Linked DNA regions of Mus musculus: all the other regions are linked to region 1. The links are chromatin contacts, called in public HiChIP or PLAC-seq and Micro-C maps. All regions are on one chromosome and are shown on one strand. The core of a region is the stretch at or near the end of the contact, and the rest is flanking DNA. Distances in the headings are between cores, read along the strand shown. Region 1 overlaps Trim2 (tripartite motif-containing 2). Region 2 has its middle 23 kb from the start of Sfrp2. Region 3 has its middle 26 kb from the start of Tmem154.

Region 1 (2,902 bases), core at 81-2,580:
TCTTTTTTTTCTTTTCAAGACAAGAGTTACTACTCTGTAACCCTGGCTATCCTGGAACTCCCTCTGTAGACCAGGCTGGCCTCCAACTCAGAGATTTGCCTGCCTGGGTCTTCTGAGTGCTGGGATTAAATGAGTGCACCTCCACTACCATTCTAATAGTTTAATTACCATTAGAAATTATTACTAATACTTATAGCTCCCTTAAATTCTGTCAATCAGTTAGTAGCCAACACAAGTAATTGTGAAATGGATCTTTTAGATGAAAATAGGAAGTGATTTGATAAGTACTGTTAATATATGTATTGTTTTACATAAGTGTTATGTAAGACTTTATCTTCATTACAACTTTTCAATATTCTGTGTACATATATATGCTTGCACGTGTGTGTATACAAGCTGTGTAGCTAAGGATTGAACCCGAGGTCTTGGACAAGCTAGGAAAGTGCTCTAAGGCCAAGACACATCTCCAGCCTCACCACTCACTTAGAATACTGTAGAGACAGGAGAGACTTGTCTGTAGACCAAATAGATTTCCTAAGGAGCTGGGAAGGTAAAGCTTGGGCCCAAATAACTTCCAACTTCTAGGATCCCTACTTCATTTTCATGATAAGCTGCCTTACAAACACTTGAACGGTCTATCCACATTGTCTCTATCCACATTGTCTTGCGGTGTTAAGCAGCATCTATTTCAATTGCCAGGAAAAAGTCATTAGCATCAATTGTCTTTCAAGATAAACGGATGCAAACAGGGTTCAGGAGAAAGAAACAGTGGGAATCTCTGACAAGACAAAAGGTGCTCCTAGGAATGAGGGCCTGGTCCAGTGCAGGCATGCACAAGGGGAGGTGTGGTCTTTAGCTCTTGAAAAGAGAGAGAGGGTTGGGAGAGGAGGAGGAGGTAGGTGGCGAAGGAGATTTCACTACTAATTGGCAGTTTGTTGTCTTTGGTGGTGTGTGTCTGTGGTGTGTGTGTGTGTGTGTGTGTGTGCGCGCGTGTGTGTTATTTGTGTCTGTGTGAGTGCAGGCGTTCATGTGAATGTCAGGGACAACTTTGGGAGACAGTTCTCTTTCCTCTATGGGGGATTTGGGACAGGAACTCAAGCTTGCAAGTACTTGAATGGTAAAGGTTTTTTGTTTTTTTGTTTTTTTACCTGCTGAGTGGCCTTGCTGAGCTATGCCTGTTTTATCTAGCCTGTTTTAAAACCGGGCAGTGTGGCTGACTGATGTCCCTCCCATCCTGAGGTCTTATTTACAAATGGGCCAACAGATAGAGGCTGATGGCACCTCGATGGCCAGATGCACAGCAGAACCTCTTTCAGCAGTGAGCTTTGTCCCACTGCTCTGGTGACCCAATGTTGGCAGCTTCCAAGAACGCCCTCATTCATTGCAAAAGCAAAGAACTTCCTGCCCTGGATTCTGATCGGATTAACGTAGAGTTTGACTGAATGTCTTCCTGCCCCAGTGCGGTTCTTTGCCATTTCTGCTGATGCTCAGACTCGTGGCCTTATTTCTGTATGGTACAAAAACATGTTGGTGTTTTGGGCGCCTCTATTTTCTTTCTTCCAGCACCAGCTGTATATTCTAGAAAGCAAATGGAATCTTTTTGCTAATACCATTTCTTTTTCTATATCCTGTTTCACACTGAGTTTTCTAGAGACACAATGGCCTTTGTCCTTAGCCAAAGGTTAAATGAAGAAGAACCACAGGCAATGTCTGTCCCTGCCTGTCCCTCAAGGACAGCAGATCAGTGTTCCTTTGCTCTCCTCAGGTGTCTCCCAGCTGCCTTTCCTCTGCTGTTTGTCAGCAGCCACCCTATGACTATCGGGACAGTGCCAGTTTCACAGATGCAAGGATCTGATAAGTTATTTCTTTGCCAGTGAAATGAGCCAATCCAAACCTGATTAAAGTATCTAAAGGCAGGTTTATTGGGAAGCCCACTCACAGGCACATTCACTGGTCCCAAGAAGGAGGCCAGGAAAATTGCCATGAGGAGGGAGACACAGGGGAAGGGGAAGAGAAAGAGAGAGAGCACTCTATGAGAGACAGAAGAGAGAAGAGAGACCTAAATGTCTGGATTATATAGGGAGGAGCTTCTGGGGGTGGGGCAGCCCAGCCTCTTGGCTGGAAAATTCAGGGTAGAGGGCGGGGTATGCACTGTAACAGAGACTGAGGGATGCTGGGGGAACCTGGAGGCCAGGTCCACATTGGTACGCTAAATATGCACCTTAGCTTTTGTCCTGGGGTCTGAAACACAACAAGATCTACATCACTGGGGTTTCTTTAAGGTCATTTCTTTGGTTTCTGTTCCAACCCCAGTTTTTATAAGGTTCTTGCTCTTTTAAAAAAAATGTATTTATTATTAGTGTGTGTGGTGACACATGCTATTGTGTGTGTGTAGGAAAACACGCATGTGAGTGCGTACATGCGTGTGTGCATGCGTGCATGCATTCTCTCTTTCACCTTTATGTGCTCGCAGGGGTTGAATCACAGTTGCCAGGCTGGTGGGATTGACCTGATGTTCTGCTGAGACATCTCAGCCATGGGCCCTAAGACTCTTGCTTTCAAGTTGGTCCTGCTACCTCCTTCTGATAATGTCATACTTTTGTTTATCATTTTTAAGTTTTATTTATTTATTTTCAGACAGGGACTATTTGTCCCAAGCCATTCCCCTTCTTCACCCCCCTCTCTGGTGTGATTGGATTACAGGTGTATTTTTGAAAAGCCAGGGGTTTTGGTTTTTTTATTTTCTTAGAAGCTCTGGCCTTACCACCTGTAAAAAAGATGTTTGTAAAATGAACAATGTAGAATCCTTTCTTTTCCTGGTCCTCAGTTTTGCTCTTCCTGTGTCCAGTTATTCAGACATCAGCAGTAGAGACCCCAAACAAACCACACTAGTGTATGCCTC
Region 2 (2,851 bases), core at 37-2,536, 390 kb after region 1:
TTCACATGTACAAAAGGTATTTAAATTGGCTCACTAGACTACAGGGCCGGTGGTTGGTGTTTGCCTGAGAAGGAGGACTGGGAGCTGAGGCCCTAGGTCATGCTGTTTGAGCCTATTTTTCATTTGGTCAGTGAATTATTCACCTAACAAGTCTATACTGAGGACTTGCCATTTGCTAGACTCAGTTCTGGATACTAGGAAGCCAGCAGCCAACAAATATGACCAGGAGCCAGCTCTTTTGAACCTTTGATGCTGATGGAGGTTCTCAGACAATGCACAACCAGACATGCTAAAGGTGATTAGGGGGAAAGAGAACAGGCTGAGGTTTAGAGCTGTGGGGAATTATCATATATAACCTTGTCAGGCCGGGCATTGGTTTTAATCCCAGCACTTGGGAGGCAGAGATAGGCAGATTTCTGAGTTCGAGGCCAGTCTGGTCTACAGAGTGAGTTCCAGGACAGCTAGGACTATACAGAGAAACCCTGTCTCGAGAAAAATAAACAAACAAACAAACAAACAAACAACCTTATCAGTAGCTACTCCAGTCTTTCTTTATGTCCCCAGCTCTGTGAAGTCTAACTGAAAGCAGCAATCAGTTCTCTAAGACCAGCTCAAAGGAACACCCTCCTGCCACGCTCCCAGCTTCTCCTGCTCTTTTCCTTACATCAGGAGCAGTCTTTTGTGGCCAGTCTTCCACTTTCAGTGGGATACTTTTGTCCTTATTTTAAGGATTCAGGCTCCAGAAGAAAAGCCAGTCTCTGATAGTTTCAATATCTCGCCTGTACATATAGTTCTAGTGTGGGCCAGCGCAGAAGAACTGTCCCATGAGCAAACACAAAGATTAGACTGAATTTTCAGTTCCCACCAATAGGAGGCAAGAACTAGCCCGGAGAAACTTCAAGTATCAGCATCATCAACTCCCTGGAGGTAGGCCCCACCACATAGGTTTGAATCCGAACCTTGGGGCAGAGCCCAGCAAGTAACCCTTTAAGGTGACATCTAGTGACTCAGAGCACTCTTAGATTGATTACCTCAAGGCGGAAGGAGAAGGTGGAAGTACAGTGCCTCGCCTCTCTTTTACCCTGAGCCAGTGGGAACTGGTGGGAACAGATAGGGAACAGCCTGGGAGAGAGGATGAAGAGAAGGAAGAAAGCCCGGAGAGAAGGAGGAACGAGAAAGGGGCCATTTCCCAGAAGGTCCGGAGACCCTGCCTCCGTCCGGGGCCGGCTTACATCCCTGTGGGCGGAGTCTTGGAGAACAGACCGCGTCTCGCGCTTGCGGGGCCACATCCTCAGGACTCGTGCGGGGTCCCTGGCTCTCACCCCGCGGGTACCTGCTCGAGCTGCGGGGCTACCTCCAGCACGGCCGCCGCTTTGAGCTCCGCCATGATCGTCGCCGCGTCGGATCCCCGCCGGGAGAGTGTAGCAGAGTCCGCGTTGGAGCCGAGCTGACAGTGGCCGGGCGGGTGGCCTGGCTGTGGCTGCAGTGGTACCTCCTCCGGAGCCCAGGTCACCATGCACTGCGCACCTCCCTAGCGTAGTGAGGGACTCCTCAGTGTGGCATGGGCACGTTCTGCGGGTCCTCCTACATGATGAAAGGTCCTGCGTCCCACCACGCCCTGTACTCTCTGCTGGAACCAGAGGTGACTGGGCTGGAGGAGGGTCCGGAACAGGTAGGAAGAGGGGTGGGGAGTTCAGAACCAATGGATCGGAGTGGGCAAGGGGGCAGTGGTGGGGAAGAGGGAGGGTAAAGGAAGAGTAAAGGGAGAGGGAGAACGGTGTGCTGAGGATAAGGCAAGGGAGGAGGGCGACCAGAGGGCATGAGAAAGGAAGAAGGGCGGAGGAGGGAAGAGAGGAAGAGGAAGGAGAGGAGGAAAGAGTAAGAGGAGGACAGGGACAGCAAGGTAGAAGAGTAGGAGAGGAGGAGGGAAAAAAGGTAGGAAGAGAGGAGGAGAGCACAGAAGAAAGGAAGGGAAGAGGAGGAAGGAAGAGGAGATGAGCAGAAGACTGGAAGAAGCTGAGGGAAGGGGTTGATAGACAGAAGGAAGGAGGGGGAGGCAGAAAGAGGTTTCCTTTTTAGCTCTCTGGTAGAGGGGGTCCATTAGGAGAACAGAGTCTGGTTGGCAGCCCACACGATGAGCTTGGAGCTTTCTTGTTTCCCGGGTCCACTGTTCCTCCACCTTCAGTACTTTCAAAGATAACAAAGCTGAGAAGTCCCGCAGGGAAGAGTATGCAGAACTTTATGGTCCTCAGGGTGGTGCTCCAGGACCTGTAGGGTCTCTTGGGAGACCACTCACAACGTACCTTTGCCCTCTACCTTCAGAGGGCACCTCTCTCCTAACATCAAGTGTAGATTTACTCAAGCATACAATGAAGAAACACCCAGTCAATCATCCAGCCTATAGGATGTGCCTTTACGTCATCACCCACAAGATGTTACTACCGTAGATCAAATGACCAGCTAGATGGTCACATCTCTGCAATCAGGAAACTTACTTCCTAGCAGAGGATAGGGACAGACGCAGGTTCAAGGACCACTTGTGAGGATCAGTGTGCATGCCGGGAGCTTGGCTCTATCAGAAAGGCTACAACAGCTCTCCACTTCTGGACCCTCCCTGAGGTGCTCTGGTACAGGAGATGTTGGCCAGGACATGAGAATTTCTATTTGTAACAGGGTTCCTGGTGATGCTGCCGCTGTTGACTATCTCCAGAGATCTCCCTGGCACGATCAGGGACAGTGCTCTAGCTGGAGGGAAAGAGGATGTGAAGGCCTGGAAATTGTGAATGGAAGTAACCAAAACCAAAACCTTAGCTAACACAGAATGCTTGCGGTGTGCCAGGTGTTACAGCAG
Region 3 (2,770 bases), core at 100-2,599, 460 kb before region 1:
ATTTTTAAATAGGTCCATCTTCCCTGTATCCTAATAACCTTTCTTTTCTACTGCCTCCGGTGGGTGGTGGGCTAGAAGGGAGGTTAAAGCATTTAAGAACCGTTATTAAAAATAGGATTTGAAAAAAAAATCTAAGCTACAAGTCCCTCTACTCCCCCATCCTTCCCTTTCACCACCTCCTCTAAGCCTCAACTCCAGCTGCCTCTAGGAAGAGATGGACCAGAGGAGCTCGTGGACGGATGGAAGCCTTATGATGAGGCCCTTTGTGCCTTGAGACAAGGCAAGTCCCTGCAGAGTGAAGAATAGCTGACAGGAGATTTTGTCCTTTTTGTTGGTTTGTATGACATTGGCTCTTAAAATCTGTTTTTAAGAGATCTTAACCTTCCCTAACATTCAATCTAGATACAGATCTTGTTAAAGGTGGATATCCGTTCTCTAAGCTTGGATAGAAATCCAAACCTTTCCATCCGCAGCGAGGTCCAGGAAGATTTGTCATTACTAAACGTCAGACCATGATCTGCTGAACTGTTTAACTAATGACTTAATCATTGATTTTAAACAGGCATTTAATCACTGCTTAGAAAACTCCACCGAGTGCAGGCTAATGCAGGCCTTCCTTTGTCCTGGAGATGCCCTGTAGTTACTGGTAGCAACCAGGGTCCCAGAAAACCCCCAAACACTCCTGAAGTTAGAAGACTCTAGCAGGCAAAATCACGGCTGCCTCTGCTGTTTTTCTATCTTGTATATTGGGTTTTGGCAAAGACAGCTCTGCAGCTAAGACTGAACGTGCTATAGATAGACCTGGAAATTATTGAGCAGAAAGGGAAGCCAGGACACTGGTAATTAGGAAGAGTTCTTAATTATTTTCCTAATTTTGATCCTGTGGGAGCCCAGGGAAAGAAAGGAGAACTTGAGATACGCTACAGTTTAACTCTGATCCCAGGACAGCCCTCCAAAGGCCTTGCCCGCTGCTGGCGCAGTTAAGTATTAAATATTGCAGACTGACTCTAAGGGAATCTCTCTTCCAAAGAGATTATCATTGACCTTTCTAGGCGGAAATGAGCTGATAATGGGACCTTCGGAAATCGCAGATGCCCGGGTATGAGCCTTTGATAAGGTGATTCATTTAATCATGCAAATGAATGTTTATCTCCTGTAATTTGCAAGGCACCCCTTCTCTCAAGGGAGGGCCTGAGGAGAGCTGCCCTGTGTCCCCCATTCCTATCCTAGAAGAACAATCCCCATGTCTTAGGGGACAGCAGGCAGCCTGCAGCTGGTTGTGCTCACAGCACCTAAAGGACAGCTGCTGGGAGCTTGGGGGTGGTGGTGGAAGTGGCGCAAGCCCAGTGGAAGAGTGACCAAAGCAACCAGGGAGGGAATGCCCACTGTGTCCTGGGGAAATGACCTTGCTTGCTCCCGTCTGGAGGAATGGAACAGTTGGGGGAGGAGCTGCAGCCCCGATCCTGATACACTTTGAATTCTGTTAGTAGCTGGTTGGAGGCACAGTGGTGACAGAAACCTAGATGTTGCTTGAGGCTGTCTCAAGTGTAATATGCTGTGATAGAGGAGACCTAGACAAGTCCAACCTTCTGCCATTGCAACACAACGATATCTTCTACAAAGTTCATGCTCAGTAACCACGAAATGAGTTACAAAAATACTACAGAAGAAACTAACTCATGTTCTAGGTCCATTTATTACGTTGTGTTGTGGGCTACATTTATAACTACATTTATAACTATCTTCAGTCACAAGAAGCTAAGTGTGGCTGCTGGTTACAGGTTGAAAACATCTGGTAAAGCAGGCCAGAATGTCACCAAGTCATCCAGTTAGGTGTGTGGACTTCTGAGGGCAGGAGTGTGGGAGGAAGCAGGGATTGGCCATGCCTGTGTTAGAGACAAAGGGAGAGCCATGATTTCCTGGGAGAGAGGCAGCTCCTATCTGTGAATTTAGGTTGCATTATAAACTGAGCCACTCGGATGAAGCTGTCCAGCACTGGGTTAGGAAGTTCTGTCTGTAGCGTTGGAAACAAGTGTTTCTTGCAGTCATCCATGGAGCGTAGCCATGGGCCTCCTCTGTGTCTATTACACAGCCAAGTGAGCAGAAACATGAGGCCCTAATACTCCATACTGTCCTTCCTACCTGCAGAGACTATGCAGGCCACAGGGGTGAGGCAGGGTGGGGTGAGGTAGGGCAGGGCAGGACAGGGTAGGGCCCTTTGTGCTGTGTTCTCATGATGCTGAAGGTCACTCCCTCCCTCTGCGGCAATGGAGCTGCAGGCCTGCTGTTAGAAAGATCTTAGTTTGATCAGTGGCTCAGTGGGTAAGCACTACAGGTTTTGCAAAGATTCCAAGTTCAGTTCCCAGCACCCATAACAGGCAGCTCACGGCTACCAGTAACTCTAGCTCTAAGAAACCTGACACAGCCTTTTCTGTCTTCCAGGGCATGCATGCCATGTGGGGCGCACGTGTGCACACACCCCCACCCCTCACACAAATTAATAATAATAATAATAACAATAATAATAAATATTTTAAAATGGAAAACCTCTTAGGCCTATTGTATCAAAAAATTTTTTTTAATTTAGATTTGTCAATTAGGCGACTCTCAAACCAGAAGAGTTCTGAGAACTCCACCCAGCAATGTGGTAGTGGAGATGAAGCTCAGAAAAGCACCCTCAAAGGCACGAATGGCTGAAGTGCAGTTACCTGGTGCTAGGGCTTCTTGTAGCCAACCCAAACTCAGTTAACTGCGATTAAACCCATTTCCC

The links. Hi-C and Micro-C count contacts between places; a contact is called where the count stands out from the background. HiChIP or PLAC-seq counts read pairs in DNA pulled down with a chosen protein or histone mark.
Region 2: an H3K27ac HiChIP or PLAC-seq map of embryonic stem cells shows a contact between it and region 1, with 2.4 times the contacts expected there. The contact joins two enhancer-like sites. A contact is called at or near these places in 1 of 39 promoter capture datasets (the C10 cell line), 1 of 484 Hi-C or Micro-C datasets (the G1E-ER4 cell line), 2 of 115 datasets of contacts at active chromatin or transcription factors (the 230-238 cell line and embryonic stem cells) and 1 of 9 other capture datasets (liver).
Region 3: a contact with region 1 is called in a Micro-C map of embryonic stem cells, with 2.2 times the contacts expected there. The contact joins two enhancer-like sites. A contact is called at or near these places in 3 of 484 Hi-C or Micro-C datasets (all in embryonic stem cells) and 5 of 115 datasets of contacts at active chromatin or transcription factors (all in embryonic stem cells).

The regions. Positions count from the first base shown.
Region 1 is chr3:84,179,744-84,182,645 of GRCm38.p6, reverse strand. The region is part of intron 6 of Trim2 (tripartite motif-containing 2); the gene reads left to right. Among named protein-coding and RNA genes, the nearest start is that of Mnd1, 25 kb to the right of the region's middle. Within about 2 kb of position 1,330, at least 22 of the 459 cell types and tissues checked have an H3K27ac peak or open chromatin away from gene starts, as enhancers often do. A contact at or near this core is called in embryonic stem cells, where this site is marked.
Region 2 is chr3:83,788,391-83,791,241 of GRCm38.p6, reverse strand. It overlaps the pseudogene Gm7115. Among named protein-coding and RNA genes, the nearest start is that of Sfrp2, 23 kb to the right of the region's middle. Within about 2 kb of position 1,286, at least 133 of the 459 cell types and tissues checked have an H3K27ac peak or open chromatin away from gene starts, as enhancers often do. A contact at or near this core is called in embryonic stem cells, where this site is marked.
Region 3 is chr3:84,638,505-84,641,274 of GRCm38.p6, reverse strand. No RefSeq gene overlaps it. Among named protein-coding and RNA genes, the nearest start is that of Tmem154, 26 kb to the left of the region's middle. Within about 2 kb of position 1,349, at least 51 of the 459 cell types and tissues checked have an H3K27ac peak or open chromatin away from gene starts, as enhancers often do. A contact at or near this core is called in embryonic stem cells, where this site is marked.